3 separate regions of the Zea mays genome follow, and all the other regions are linked to region 1. A link is a contact called in public Hi-C and HiChIP or PLAC-seq data. All regions are on one chromosome and are shown on one strand. Each heading gives the region's core, a stretch centred on a gene start, on an enhancer-like site or on the middle of the called end of the contact. The rest is flanking DNA. Distances are from core to core; before and after follow the strand shown. Region 1 holds the start of LOC100281671 (homeodomain protein JUBEL1). Region 2 holds the start of LOC103643968 (STS14 protein). Region 3 has its middle 60 kb from the start of LOC118476171.

Region 1 (4,551 bases), core at 776-3,275:
TCGCCGACGATAAAGATGGAGACGACCGAATTTAACCCCCCCAAAAAAAAAGAGCGTCACTCGCACGTACAGCTAGCACGCTCGAAGCTAACAAGAGCTAGCTCTCTGGCGCGTCTGTACTCCGATCCTGTACGGTGGTGCGGCGCCGCGGCTGAGGCTAGCTCGATCACCGGCGCCGGCCTCATCCTCTCCTCCTCATCATCTGTCTCTCTTCCGACCCCGCTAGCTCAGGCGGATTAGACAGAAAAGTCAAGACGACCATGCAGACTGCCCGCATGGCCGGAGAAACGCGCGCGACGCATGCACCGAGCTATCTATCCCCTCAACCGCCTCTCTTAAAACCCCACCATCACTGCGCGCTAAACGCTACAGCAAGAAAGCCTAGAAAAAGGGCCTGGACGTGCCGAACGCCGAGCAGGTCAACGTACGGCCAGGATCATCAGCAAGGAAAAAATTAATAAAAAAGGGCGAAGCCGGCCGGTTGGATTATTAGCGGTTGGGGACGGATTGATTAGGCCTGCACAGCACACACGCGCGCAGTAGTAGCGTCGTCAGGTTTAGGGTGTGTTTGGTTTGACTTTTGGCTTTGGCTTTTGTTTCTCTAAAAACCAAAAGCCAACCAAAGGGCTGGATCCAGGAAGCAGCTTTTTCTAAAAGCCGACTTTCTCGTAGTGCAAATCTGAAAGCACCTCTGGACCTGCTTTTAGTGGCTTTTCGGATGGAACTATGAAAACATATATCGAAGAATTTTTAACGACTTTTAGTGGTTTCCATCAAACGGTTTTTAGCTTTTTAACAACTTACAGCCTACAGCAGCTTTTTCCACAGCTCACAGCCCACAGCAACTTTTTTCACAGCCACAGCCCAACCAAACAGACCCTTAGCGACGCTCTCGCACACCACAGCCGCACGCGCGCCCGCGTGGTTGAGACGAATCTGCAGCGGCGCAAGCGCAACAGCAATCCCGCTTTCGTTTTCCTTTCTCCATTTAATTAAATGTTTCATCAGAAAGCAGGCGGGGAAAAAAATAAAGCATAGGAGATTCGTCGCACCCACCACCGGCCGGGCCGAGATTTTTTTTTATCATTTTCTCGGTTTCGCAATAAAGGCGAGGACGTAAACATATGGCGTTGGTTGGATCGGAGGAGCTAGCTAGCATAGCACACGGAAAGTTTTGCTTATCTTTTTTATATATTTTTTGCATAAAAAAAAGATAATTTGATCTGCCGGGGTGGATTATTTCCTCCTCGCGCGCCTCGGCTGCAGGGGCGTCCCCGAGTGCTGGTCAATTTCGAAATGAAAAAGAAAAGATGGAAAGACGCAGAGAGGGACGCCTCCTCATCGCTTTCTTTTCCCATCAGACGACCCTGCCCCCTTTACTTGCTTTCCATCTGTTTTTTTCCTCCCCTCTGCCTCCCTGCTGGATAATACTCGACATGATCAACATCATCTTCCATTCCACCTTGTATCTAGCTCGCACAGCGAGCGAGGGGAGCGAGATAGTTGGTCGGCTGCCGGTACGGTGTGTGTACATGTACTAGCTAGGCGCTCGCTCGAATTGTTGCATGTTGAGAAGTACCCATATATAGCGGCTAGCTGCAGCTAGTCTCTTGCTAAAAATCAGCTGTAAAGTCATTCGAGGATAGAAAACAAAAGAGCCATGAAAAGGAGAGAGAGAGCTAGAGTGGATGGGTGGGGGGGACAAATGAAAACAAGCGTACGACATCACCAGCACCAGCAACAATAACTTAACCACAACACAACAACGACGCCCGATTATTAAACGCGGTACAAGCGAGGGCATAAAAGAAAAAAGAGGGATCCCCAAAGGAGGAATGGAGAGGGAGAGCTAGCGAGGCCAGGGACAGCGACGTCTTCCTTTCCTCCTCCCCCCCTCTGGACTGAGCACGCCCCCGTCCAACTCCAATATCTGCAGCAGCAGTCACGGCGGCAGGAGGAGAGCTAGGGAGGGGAAAAGGAGCTCGGTTTTTTTATATACCAACCGGCCACCCGCCCTACGCGCTACTACTATAGCCTAGCTAGAGCCAGCTGCTTGCCTCGCCCTCCCCTTTGCGCGTCGTCGCGCTCCTCGCCGTCCCCCTCTCTCGGAATCGGAAGGCGATCGATCGCACAAGGCTGCGTCTGCGTGCTCGGCCGCCGCCCGACCCGACCGGACAAGGAGGGGAGGGGGCAAAAAAAATATATAGTTAGTCACACGCACGCAGCACAGGAGGGAGGAGAGGGATTGAGGGATAAAGAAATTTCGGGAGACAAGGAGAGAGAGACAGAGATGGAGAGGAGCGGCTGGACTCGGAGGCAGGCCTTTCACTACTCCCGCACCCAGATAACGATGTGGTAGCTAGTTCCTCTTAGGCTAAGGTAAGCAGCAGCGCCGGGAGCTAGCTCCTCCTCACTATCCTGCATGCTTCGTTCCTTCGTTCAGCTTTGGTTGCCCGGTCGATCGATCGGTTCTTTTTTGTTTCTTCGTATACATGCAAAGCTAGCTAGTTGGAGAGTTCCTTTATTTTTCGATTTCTTTGCTTTGGGAGAGTGCAATTCGGTTCATCGTCTTCTTAATTTGGATTCTATATTCGTTTTCCCCGCCTGGCCGGTGCTTATTACGATGGTGCTGCTGCTGCTCATGAGCTTCGCAGGAAGGAGGTCGTGGCCGGGATCCCGCCGATGATGATGACAGTGGCGCCGCCGGCATGGGCGTAGCGGCGCCACCGTACGAGACCACCACGTACGTGAGCCAACGCACCAAGATCAACATCGCAGCGATCTCCGCCGCCGCCGCCACCAGGGCGGCTACCGCGGCTTCTATGTCCCACTCGCAGGGATTCCACCAGGGCAGCGCCGGCGTCTACGGCTACTCCTCGGATGGCTTCGACCGCCCGGACGACTCCGGCCACCAGGACCATCATCAGCAGCAGCAGCACGTGGCGCAGCAGAGCCGCCGCGACAAGCTGAGGGTGCAGGGGTTCGACCCGGCCGCCGGCGGCGGCCACGGCCTGCTCCCCATCGAGGGCGACGAGCATGGCGGGCCCGGGTCCATGTACGAGCACGCGGCGGCCGCAGCTGGGGCCTCCAACATGCTCTCCGAGATGTTCAACTTCCCCGCGCCGCCGTCGGGGCCCTCCGCCACCGAGCTGCTGGCCAGCCAGATGGGCGCCAACTACCGCTTCGGGGGGCTACGGCAGCAGCAGCAGCAGGGGCCCGGAGGGGTGGTGGCTGGCTTGTCCGGCGACGGCGGTTGGTTCGTCGGGGCCGGCGCGGCGGGTCGTGCTGCTGGCTTGGTCCTCGGTGGTGGGGCCAACATGGGGTCGTTAGGTGAAACGTCGTCCCCGAAGCAGCAGGGCAGCATGGCTGGGCTGGCCACCGACCCGGCCGCCGCGATGCAGCTCTTCCTGATGAACCCGCAGCAGCAGCAGCAGTCCAGATCGTCGCCGCCGTCGCCGTCGGACGTCCAGGTCCAGCACCACGAGGCGGCGTTCCAGGCGTTCGGAAACGCCGGGGCCCCGTTTGGCGGCGGCGCCGGGACCGGCGTCGTGGAAGGCCAGGGGCTGTCCCTGTCGCTGTCGCCGTCGCTGCAGCAGCTGGAGATGGCGAAGCAGGCCGAGGAGCTGAGGGTCCGGGACGGCGTGCTCTACTTCAACCGCCAGCAGCAGCAGCAGCAGCAGCAGCTGCCGATGGCATTGCACGGCCAGGTCGGCGCGCTGGGGCAGCAGCTGCACGTCGGCTACGGCCCCGCCGGCGTCGCGGGCGTGCTGCGCAACTCCAAGTACACCCGCGCGGCGCAGGAGCTCCTCGAGGAGTTCTGCAGCGTCGGGCGCGGGCAGATCAAGGGCGGCGGGCGAGGGGCCTCGGCGTCTAACCCTAACAACAACCCGGGCAACAAGGGCGGCGCCTCCAGCTCCGGCGCCGCCGCGCAGTCCCCGTCGTCCGCGCCCAACAAGGAGCCCCCGCAGCTGTCCCCCGCCGACCGGTTCGAGCAGCAGCGCAAGAAGGCCAAGCTCATCTCCATGCTCGACGAGGCACGTCCACTGTCTCATCATCCACACACACACACACGCGGACTCCATCCGTTCCCCTCCTTTCTGCTTCATCGTCTATCTAGCTTGCATGCATATAGCTAGGTGCATGGGTTTGCTGACGCCATAGCTAATAAGCTCCGGCCGACGACGACGCTCGATCGTGGCCACGGAGGCGCGCGGCGCTAGTTAAGGTAGTTGCGGCCGCGGCGGTAGGTGTGCAGAGCCGGTACGTACGTAGCAGTACAGTACTACAACCGATGATCCAGCAGAAGCAGCAGCTACTAGCTGGTGGTACGAGAGAGGAGAGAGAGGGGAGATCTTGTTTTTTTTTATTTTTTTTACTGCCACAAGTCATTCTTTCCTGCCGGAGGTGGCAGGTGGCCGCCAATGGCATGCAAGGATGCGGCGCTGCAGCAGGAGCCGCCGCCACACCACACAAACTCCAAGAGGGATATGAATCTTCTAATCATAGTAACATCGATCCCATCCCATATGGCTCGGTTTCCTTTTTGTGCGG
Region 2 (4,551 bases), core at 823-3,322, 210 kb before region 1:
ATTTACGCTATTTTAGCTCACGTTTTACGCTAAAATCTATTTGAGCCAAAACCCGCGCACGATCGGACGCACGCGATTATTACGCCGTAATTTCGGGACCCATTTACGGTTACGAAACAGATATACGATTTACACTAAATTTCGTACTCATTTACGCTATTTTGATTCATGTTTTACGCTAAAATTTGTCCGAGTCAGAACCCGATCACGATGGGACGCGCGAGATTTTTACACCGTAATTTTCGGGCCGCATTCGACGTTTCAAAACAGATCTACGATTTACGCTAAAATTCGTAATCATTTACGCTCTTTTTGTTCACGTTTTACGCTAAAATCTGTCCAAGTCAGAACCAGTGCCTGATGGGACGCACGCTGGTACGGAACGTGGCTATATATCACAGCTCGGGCTTTACCTGCACGACAGGGAACAGTGATGTCTTCACCAACGAAATTGTATTAGAATGCAAGAAAGCTGTATATTAAAGGAACACCGTATGCTGGTTTCTCCACTGCCTGATGGAAGATTTTACCAACGAACATAAATCATCAGAAGATAAGTAAGCTGAAAGCCACAAATTCTACTTTCAGATAAAGAAAACACACGATGTATCATGGCTTTAGTTCATGTTATTATTTTGAGACCTGTAAATAAACGGGAGAAAAAAAAAGACTCATTCCTATTCAGTGGACTTGACGATAACGTTCTGGTGGCTGATGGGATGGGATTCATGAAGACCGCTGGTCCAGCGGTTCGAGGCTAGGCCTGGAACTTATTACGGGTGTTTGACATAGCTTCGCTCCTAGCGAGAATCACTTCTGCAGAATTAATTAGTAAAAAAATCTGAATTACTCTATGGTGGAAGTGGATTGAATTCAGTCTCTATTTTGTACTATAAAGTGTGAGACAAAAAAAACTTGTTTCTCACCGCTCCCAAACTGCACCCTACTCTCTAACCTCTCAGGAATCACTGCACAACTTATTTGCCAAACGATTTTCGTCAAATAGATTCACTTCTGCTAGAGAATCACTCGGAATCAATCTATTAGAGAATCAACACTTGAAGCTATAGAATCATAGAGTGAAGCTCTGTCAAACAATCCCTTAATGTCCATGGCTCACGATTTTGTTAGAAACGGTCTTAGGAATTCTTTAAGGCCCGTTTGTTTACGTTCATTTTCGAGGAATTGGAAATGGAGTAGGCTATTTTTTAGAACATGACATTCAATAACTTTTCAAACTTTATATATAAGCTTATCTCAAATTTATAGGGTAGGAGATGAAAATTGATTCTATAGATTTACATGCTACTTTTCTAAGGTACAACTTATAACACACTTTTCTAATCTTCTACTTGCTTCTCTATAACATAAATGTAATGTATAACTATCTTTTTTCATATGATTTAGAATAAAATACAAGTATATTAACTTAATTAGTTTTATCTAAATTATAATTATTAAAATGAAATTAAATTCCAACGAAACAACGTGGTCTAAGTCTACTTCGGTTACGTCAATTTAGAAGGAGATGGGAGGGAATTAAATCTATTTCTAGTGACCAGGAGACGATTTAATACTTTTCTAGATTAGTGTAACCGAACAAGCCATAGTAGACGAAAGAATAATAGTAAACGTGTCTATGCTGCAACCGAACCCAGTAAGTCTTGAAACGGAGTCTAGCATTAAAAAGTGGATAGCAATCCGTTATCTAATCTTTTCTGAAAGCGTTGCTAGTATTCATATACCATAATAGCATAAAAAATATTACTAATACCGATCTACACTATCCATTAGCTCAGTGAAACTAATCGACGCATGATCCATAAAATTAACCTAAGGTCACAGGAGTCGGCCCATTCCCATCCCTGACGGCCGGCCTCACGCAGTCACGCTTGCGCGGCCGCGGCGTCTCAGACTCCCACCTGTGTCCAAATTTGTACCTTCTTCATTTTTTTTTATAAAAAAACGAAAAAGATACGTCCAAACTTCACAACAAAAACTGTGTCCATCCGGATCTCTTCAGGGACAGGAAAATCGCATCCACGAGACGAGGCAACGAGCCATGGAGATCGGCACTGACACGCGCCAACAACCCCTGGATCTCGCCAGGTCCCGCGTGCCAGTGCAAGTTGCGAGATCGATGGATGGATCGGAGCCAACGGGGCAGCCGGAGCCGGCACCAAGTACAATGCTATCGGCCGCGCTGCACGCGGCCGCGGTCTGCCGTCGCCATCTGCCGGGCTCTCTTCTTAACTCGCTATCGACAACGCATCGAACAGTCCCGCGCGCACACTCGCACGCACTCGACGCTCATTCACTGAGCCATTTACTCAGATCACCAACTCCAGATCTCAATGGCGCACTCGCGCAGCCACCACCACCTCCTCCTGCTCCCCGCGCCCATGGCCACGGCGTGCTTGCTCCTCGCCACCCTCCTCGCGCTCTGCGCCGCGCCGGCGCCGACCCACGGCGCGCGCGTCCTCATGCCGGGCGGCGCGGGCGCGGTGACCAAGGCGCAGCAGGGTGGCACCGGCAGCGGCAGCAACGCGACGGCGGACGAGTACCTGGCGCCGCACAACCAGGCGCGCGCGGCGGTGGGCGTGGCCCCGCTGCGGTGGAACGCGGGCCTGGCTTCGGCGGCCGCGGGGACGGTGGCGCAGCAGCGGCGGCAGGGCGGGTGCGCGTTCGCGGACGTGGGGGCCAGCCCCTACGGCGCGAACCAGGGGTGGGCGAGCTACCGCGCGCGCCCCGCCGAGGTGGTGGCGCTGTGGGTGGCGGAGGGGCGGTACTACACCCACGCCAACAACACGTGCGCCGCGGGGCGGCAGTGCGGCACGTACACGCAGGTGGTGTGGCGCAACACCGCCGAGGTCGGGTGCGCGCAGGCCAGCTGCGCCACGGGCGCCACGCTCACGCTCTGCCTGTACAACCCGCACGGCAACGTGCAGGGCCAGAGCCCCTACTAGCTAGCTGAGGTCATCAGGTCGTAGCGACGGAGCCCAACTGCCGCCGCCGGCGGCAGCGGAGTACGTAGGTTCATCAGTCTTCTCTAGTTCGGTCACGGAAAGGCTGTTTTGTGGTGTGATCCGGTGGTGTTCTTGGTGTTGTTGACAACTGCTTTGGTTTGGTGTATCAGCTTTTGTTGCCGGGTAAAACGCCTGTGAGCTGTGATGTGATGCTTCATCCTCGTGGACTCTTCTGTGGCCTGTGGATGCGTGTTGGCTCTCTTGAATCTTGATTCATCGCATATAGTACTTAAACTTTTTAGAAAAAATGTATAGTACACCACATGGGATTTGCTAGAAAGAGTATTTAGCTAAGAGCTCTGACGATGTTCGCTGGTTTTTTTTTTTTTTTTTTTTTTTTTTTTTGCTGCGGCTGTTGGAATGTTTGACTCCTTCGGGTTCGTGTATCAAAAAAAAAGCAACACAATGAAGGTGTGACGGCAATTAATAAGGACGATAGTAAATAAAACAGTAATTTGGAGAATGTAAATACGAACATCAAATATATCATGTAAAACAGTGCTTATTTCCATCGTTTTTTTTCAGTATTAAATTATAGATTACATTTATATTTTCGGAGTAAGGATAACAACTTCGTAGATGAGAGCTATCTGCTATTTCTCCGATCAGCAGATATCGAAATGTATATCACTGTTCCTCTATTTATAGACGCAGAGTACAACTTTGGTAAAATTACATTTATACCCTTAAATCTATACATTTGAACTATTTAGGGGGTGTTTGGTTCTGTGGACTAAAGTTTAGCCCGGGTCACATCAAGCGTTTGACTTTCAAATAGGAGTATGAAATATAGACCCAACCAACTGTACTAGATTCGTCTCACTTTTTAATCTTCGGCTGAGAAATTAGTTTTATAATCCGACTACATTTAATACCCCGAACGGAGGTTCAAACATTCGATGTGATAGGGGCTAAATTTTAGCAGGGGCAAACCAAACACCCCCTTAGCATGGCAAAGATAAAAGTGTCTTTTCCTTCTGTCATTTCGGCGAACTAACTCTAGAAGACTTGCTTCAGCTTCCTTCAGCTTCGTCCTTTGCCCCTTTATGACACTATCCTCAAGATTGTACCTTCGTCCGTAACCGATTTATCCGAAGATGCTTTTGCTAAGAGTACATGTAATACTTAGAAATAGACCAGAAATAACTATTGTTTTGGTGTGTTGAGGACCTTCGGAATAAGAAGACCCCAACAGGTTGTAACCTTTTAGTTCAAGCTACAATGTTTTCTAGTTATAGAGCTACAACCGTACGACTGAACAATCGACCAGCCGAACAAATTCTCTGTCAAAAGCTCTTTCTTTTTTCTCAGGGGATGGAGGACTACACTTCACCGTTTTGCTCTCCACTTTTGATATTGGCAATTGCCTCATTCACTCACAGATACTTGGGATTCACTCCCGCTCTCGACCAGCTTGTACCCCATACTACGAGCACCTAGGTGCAAGATAATATAAGTCTCATCCCCCGCTGGAAGTAGGACCTTCTCTTGCCCAAATCAGAATAAATCTTGTGTCTTCTTGCAT
Region 3 (4,551 bases), core at 1,282-3,781, 140 kb before region 1:
AGTGCGTACGTACGTACGTGAAAGATCAGAGCAACTGAACACGCAGCAGCAGGACGCAGGCCGCGCAGCCTGATCGAATGGGACAGCACATCCGAACAAAAGCTCTCTACCCGCGCCGCGACGACGGGCTGCGGGACGGGGCGGCCCGCGGTCAGTCGTCGTCGTCGCCGCGCGCGGCAGAGATAGGCCACTGCTGGCGTCCGTCCGTCGTCGACAGCTCGTCGTGTCTGCACTCTGCACCCTCGGGAAGGGCGCATTCCCTTCGCGTGCATGCCCCAGCTAGCATATGCAGTACGTACAGCAGCAGTAGGTACGTGGCCCGCGGTGGCTGATGAATGGATCGCAGGATCGGAGCTAGATAGGCCCCAGCCGAGATCGACGACGACGTGCATGTACAGGCGCAGCGCGCGTCAGTGGCAGGCAGAAGGGCAGCAGAGGCAGGCGCCTTGGATCACTCGGCGGCTGCGCAGCGCGGCGCGGGGCCCGGCCGAGACTGGCGGCTGGCTAGCCTGGCTGCCTGCTGCTGCATGCCTCCTGTGTTCCTGGGACCTGCGCTGCGCGCCTTTATTTCAAAAAACTCGCAGGGAGTCAGTCAGACTCAGACCTCTCCTCAGACAGACGGCGGCAGCGCGCGCGGCGGCCGGGGCGGAAGCCGACGCCCGGTGCCGTGGGCGCATTGGCAGTGGCCTAGCCTAGCTGTGAGCATCTTGGGCGCTTGGCGGCCGTCCTGGCTGGGTCAGGGATCATCATCGGTTCGTGATTCATCCATCGGCAATCGGCATGCGATGCAGCGGGGCTTCTGTCGTGGCGCGCATGTGATCCATCTACTCGTACGCGGCCGGAACTGAAGGACAGCACAGGCACAGCAGGGATACCTACTAGACCACGAGAACGTAACCCAGTAGCCCCCTGCTGCTGCTGCTGCCACTGTCTGTCAGGCAAGGCAACTGTATGTACCTGTACGTATGCGCCCACTGCTGCATCCGTTTTGTCACTCTATACTACGTACGTAGCGGCGGCAGGCGGGGCGGGCAGATTCTCTGCTTGCTAGTACACAGTACTCCAACTGTGAAGAGCGACGAGCTCTCACCTCCTCTGCGTGTGACTATATACTGAGAGAACGAATTCACCTACCGCCGTTACCAGAGGCTCGTTTCATTTTTTTTTCTTTTCTTTTGTAAATAAATAAAAATGATTTAACCCCTTAACGGCCACCCGATCCACGCATGCACCATTATATATGCGGGCTTTGAATCCGGCCTACTTATTCTCAGCAGATGGTGTGCCGCTCCTACTATTTAATTTCTTTACCACACCACCGGATACTAACGTGTCGCTCGCGTGCACAGTAGCAGTGGCCGAGGTGTGAATAATCGTGATAGCTTAGCTTGTTATCTCTCACTCATGGCCATGGGGGGGCACAGAGCTACTAGCAGATGGATGGGCCTGCGTGGGATCTCTATGATGGATGCTGCTGGCCGCTGCACTGCACAAAAGCCGCCAGGCTAGGGCCCCCATGCTACTACTACAATCCAGGCCCACTATACCCAAGAGCCCACACAGCGGCTGATCGGCCGGCGATGAGAAACTAACATATGGAACACCAGCTGGGCTTGTCACATGCCACGTACGCACGTAGGTCGTTCCTACAGAGCCAGCGTTATTTTACATACGTATGTGTATTCACGCTGATAAGACACCGGTAAGACATGCATATATAATTATATATACGACGAGCAATAAGCGTATATATACCGTGCGTGCGGTGCGTGTGTATATATGTATGTACTCGTGAGTGGACCCGGTCGGTCGGCGGCTGCTGTACGCGTGATGGTGTACGTAGGGGACGGGCCGGGCCGGGCGGGGCGCGCGCGGTCCCCGTGCAATGGTGGAGGAAGAGTATTGTGGTGGGTTTTAGCTGCAAGCACAGCTCAAAGCAGTTGTCCGTCATCTCTTTGGGACCAGATGCCCTCAACTCCAAGCTAGCTACGCGCCCGCCCGCCCGCCCCTGGTCCCCCCCGGTAAATGAACCAACCAGAATCACACCAACAACCAGAAGATCTCCTGTGACAAGCCCCTCTGGCCGGCCACGCCCAGCGGAGCTTGTGGTTGTGCTTCTGCTTCTGCTTCCATCCACTTCTCCTCCTTATATAATAACTCCATCTAGCTAGCTTCTCGATTCTCTCTTACATACCACTGGCCTGCCGCATGCTGGTGCTGACACAGCTTAATACACGACACTAGGATATATATACACGATCGAATAATCAACATGATACACACTAGCAAGCTAGCTAGAGTTCTCCTGATGAAATTATTCAAACGCAGTGAACACAAATTAACACGCAACACTAGGTATATATATGGCGGCAGAGCGGGCCACGTACGTGGGCGCGGGTAGCGGCGGATGCCAACGGCAGCTAGCGAAATGCTGTCGGCTTTATTGATTTATTATGACCAGCTGCAGTGTGGTTATGGGCCTGCCGGGCATGGCCTACCACGGGCGGCAAGTTGTTGCACCGGCGATTCTTCCCCCTCCTAGCCTCCTCCGCTTGGTTGGGGCTTGCGCGAGAGTGTGGGTGTCGTTGTTGTGGGCATCTCCCAACGCCCATCTTCTTCCCCCCTTTCTCGCTCGCTCTCTACACACGTCGCTTTCTTATCTTTAGTATTCTCCGTTTTTCCCCTGTGGCGCAGGAGAGAGGGAAAGGGACAGCCAGCTGACAGGGAGATAACACACAGAGAGAGAGAGAGAGCCTTAATTGTTTTCTCCTGTACGTGTAATATTATTACTAGTAGGTTAGGATAGTAGATATTATCGTGCCATGCGCAGTTAGAGAGAGAACCCAGAAGAGGAAATATATGCATGATGGCCAGGAGGGCCGGCCGCGGCGTCGTACCATTCAGCAACAAGCCCTACTAGTACTAGCAGCGTGGCGTGGGTCGTGTAGTATAGTATAGTGCCTTAAAAGGACTCGCCACTGACTCTAAGGGCGCGCGGAGAAAGTGACTAACTGGAGAAAGATGTTGGGCATGCAGGTGCCATGCATGGCCGCCAGTTGCAAATAATCACCACAGTGATTGGGCCGGGCGGGATGCATGGCATGGGATCTGGTACCGCCTGTCGTCTGCCTGCTCCAGGTCCAGGCCACCAGCTCCAGATGTGCACAGGTTGTTCGTCGTATCGATCAGCGCCGCACACACTGTTGCCCACACTGCCAGCGTCGTCCCGCCCGCCGGCCCTCCCCCACCACACACACACACACCCCTCTTGCGGTGGCGGCATGCATGCCTCCCTCCTATACGCTCCGGCCGCTGCCCTACCAATACCATGCATATATACTCGATCCATCCATCGCCCATGGAATTGAATTGACTACTCACAGCTCTGCTTTACACGCTACAGTTCCCTCTCCCAGCCTCGCATGATGGGCTGGCTAAGGTCATACTAGCTACTTGTACTCCCTTTTTCAAAAAAACCTAGTATAGTAGAGTATAGCGGCGGCAGCAGCAGCAGTGTAATAATATTCTTTCCCCGCATGATATGATGACCCCTCCCCTGTGTCATTATGGATTCATGATTGTGCCTGCGAGCTGCGGCACCCGTTCAGGAATCAGGACCTGGCCACCTGCCTTCTGCTACTCACTCGATTGCACTGTGTTTATTTTCTCACAGACGTCAGATGTCGTCGTCGCCGTTAAAAGTTCGGCAGCAATGTAAACGACATCAGTGTGGGCGTCCACGTCATAGATACTGTATATATATACTACTGGAAATGTTTTATTTTCTCACAGACGTCAGACGACGTCTAGAGTAGTCCTAGAGTTATATCACGTGTAAACTAATTTATTAATACACATCAATACATGAATGAACATGGAAATGTTTTTTTAAAACAATATATCGTATTTCAAAATAACAATTTCACCTATTATTCTAGATATTTTTTTTTTAAAAAAAAGACCCTTCCATATATCTCGGTGTTGATCTGTATGGTTTAGACCAATCAGTTTAGTTGATTTCCACGTAACATGCTCTTGCATGCCTATATTCATATATTTCGCATGGGAATGGCATAGAGAGACACAGTAGTCACCTATCCATCGATTACGCCGATGAATAGAACTACACACGAAAGGCTTGCATACCAGCTTGGCGGTACTCTACGGCTAACGGCTCAGTCGTCGGGTGGAGAATAATATCTTGCTGCTTGCATGGGGGTGGGAACAAAAACAGTGGGGATCGGTGTGTGGAACCATTCTGTGGCCTAGATTCTGCGTGGAGGTGGACCTAGCTACTAGTCACTCACGCGCGCCCCGGCCCGCCGCCCGGTCGATCGGCCGTCAACTGAATATAATATAAGTCACTGCTTTTGGGTTGGGTTTGGATTCAAATCAAACTTCGCTTAAACTTAACTTAGTTTGTAGAAAATGCTTTGAACACCTATGATTCCAAATAGATATGTCACGAGAAATATATTTCTTGTTAAGTACTTTACTTATAATTATTTAGTGTAACACACGTACACTTTATGTAGTTGATATAGTTCATTG

What was found. Hi-C and Micro-C count contacts between places; a contact is called where the count stands out from the background. HiChIP or PLAC-seq counts read pairs in DNA pulled down with a chosen protein or histone mark.
Region 2: a Hi-C map of tassel shows a contact between it and region 1, with 3 times the contacts expected there. The contact joins the promoter of LOC103643968 here to the promoter of LOC100281671 in region 1. A contact is called at or near these places in 5 of 25 Hi-C or Micro-C datasets (bundle sheath, ear, endosperm and 2 more).
Region 3: a contact with region 1 is called in an H3K4me3 HiChIP or PLAC-seq map of leaf, with 8 times the contacts expected there. The contact joins the enhancer-like site here to the promoter of LOC100281671 in region 1. A contact is called at or near these places in 18 of 25 Hi-C or Micro-C datasets (bundle sheath, ear, leaf and 5 more) and 2 of 3 datasets of contacts at active chromatin or transcription factors (leaf and seedling).

The regions. Positions count from the first base shown.
Region 1 is chr1:279,658,522-279,663,072 of Zm-B73-REFERENCE-NAM-5.0, reverse strand. LOC100281671 (homeodomain protein JUBEL1) reads left to right here and starts at 2,025. Exons shown (of 5, transcript NM_001154591.2): 1 at 2,025-2,379; 2 at 2,655-4,034. The coding sequence starts at 2,709.
Region 2 is chr1:279,866,279-279,870,829 of Zm-B73-REFERENCE-NAM-5.0, reverse strand. It overlaps LOC103643968 (STS14 protein), which reads left to right and starts at 2,072. Exons shown (of 1, transcript XM_008667138.4): 1 at 2,072-3,197. The coding sequence starts at 2,355. The coding sequence ends at 2,966. It overlaps LOC118476171 (a long non-coding RNA gene), which reads right to left. Exons shown (of 2, transcript XR_004855593.1): 2 at 3,640-4,551.
Region 3 is chr1:279,798,516-279,803,066 of Zm-B73-REFERENCE-NAM-5.0, reverse strand. No RefSeq gene overlaps it. Among protein-coding and RNA genes, the nearest start is that of LOC118476171, 60 kb to the left of the region's middle. Within about 2 kb of position 2,531, at least 18 of the 20 cell types and tissues checked have an H3K27ac peak or open chromatin away from gene starts, as enhancers often do. A contact at or near this core is called in bundle sheath, ear, leaf and 3 more, where this site is marked.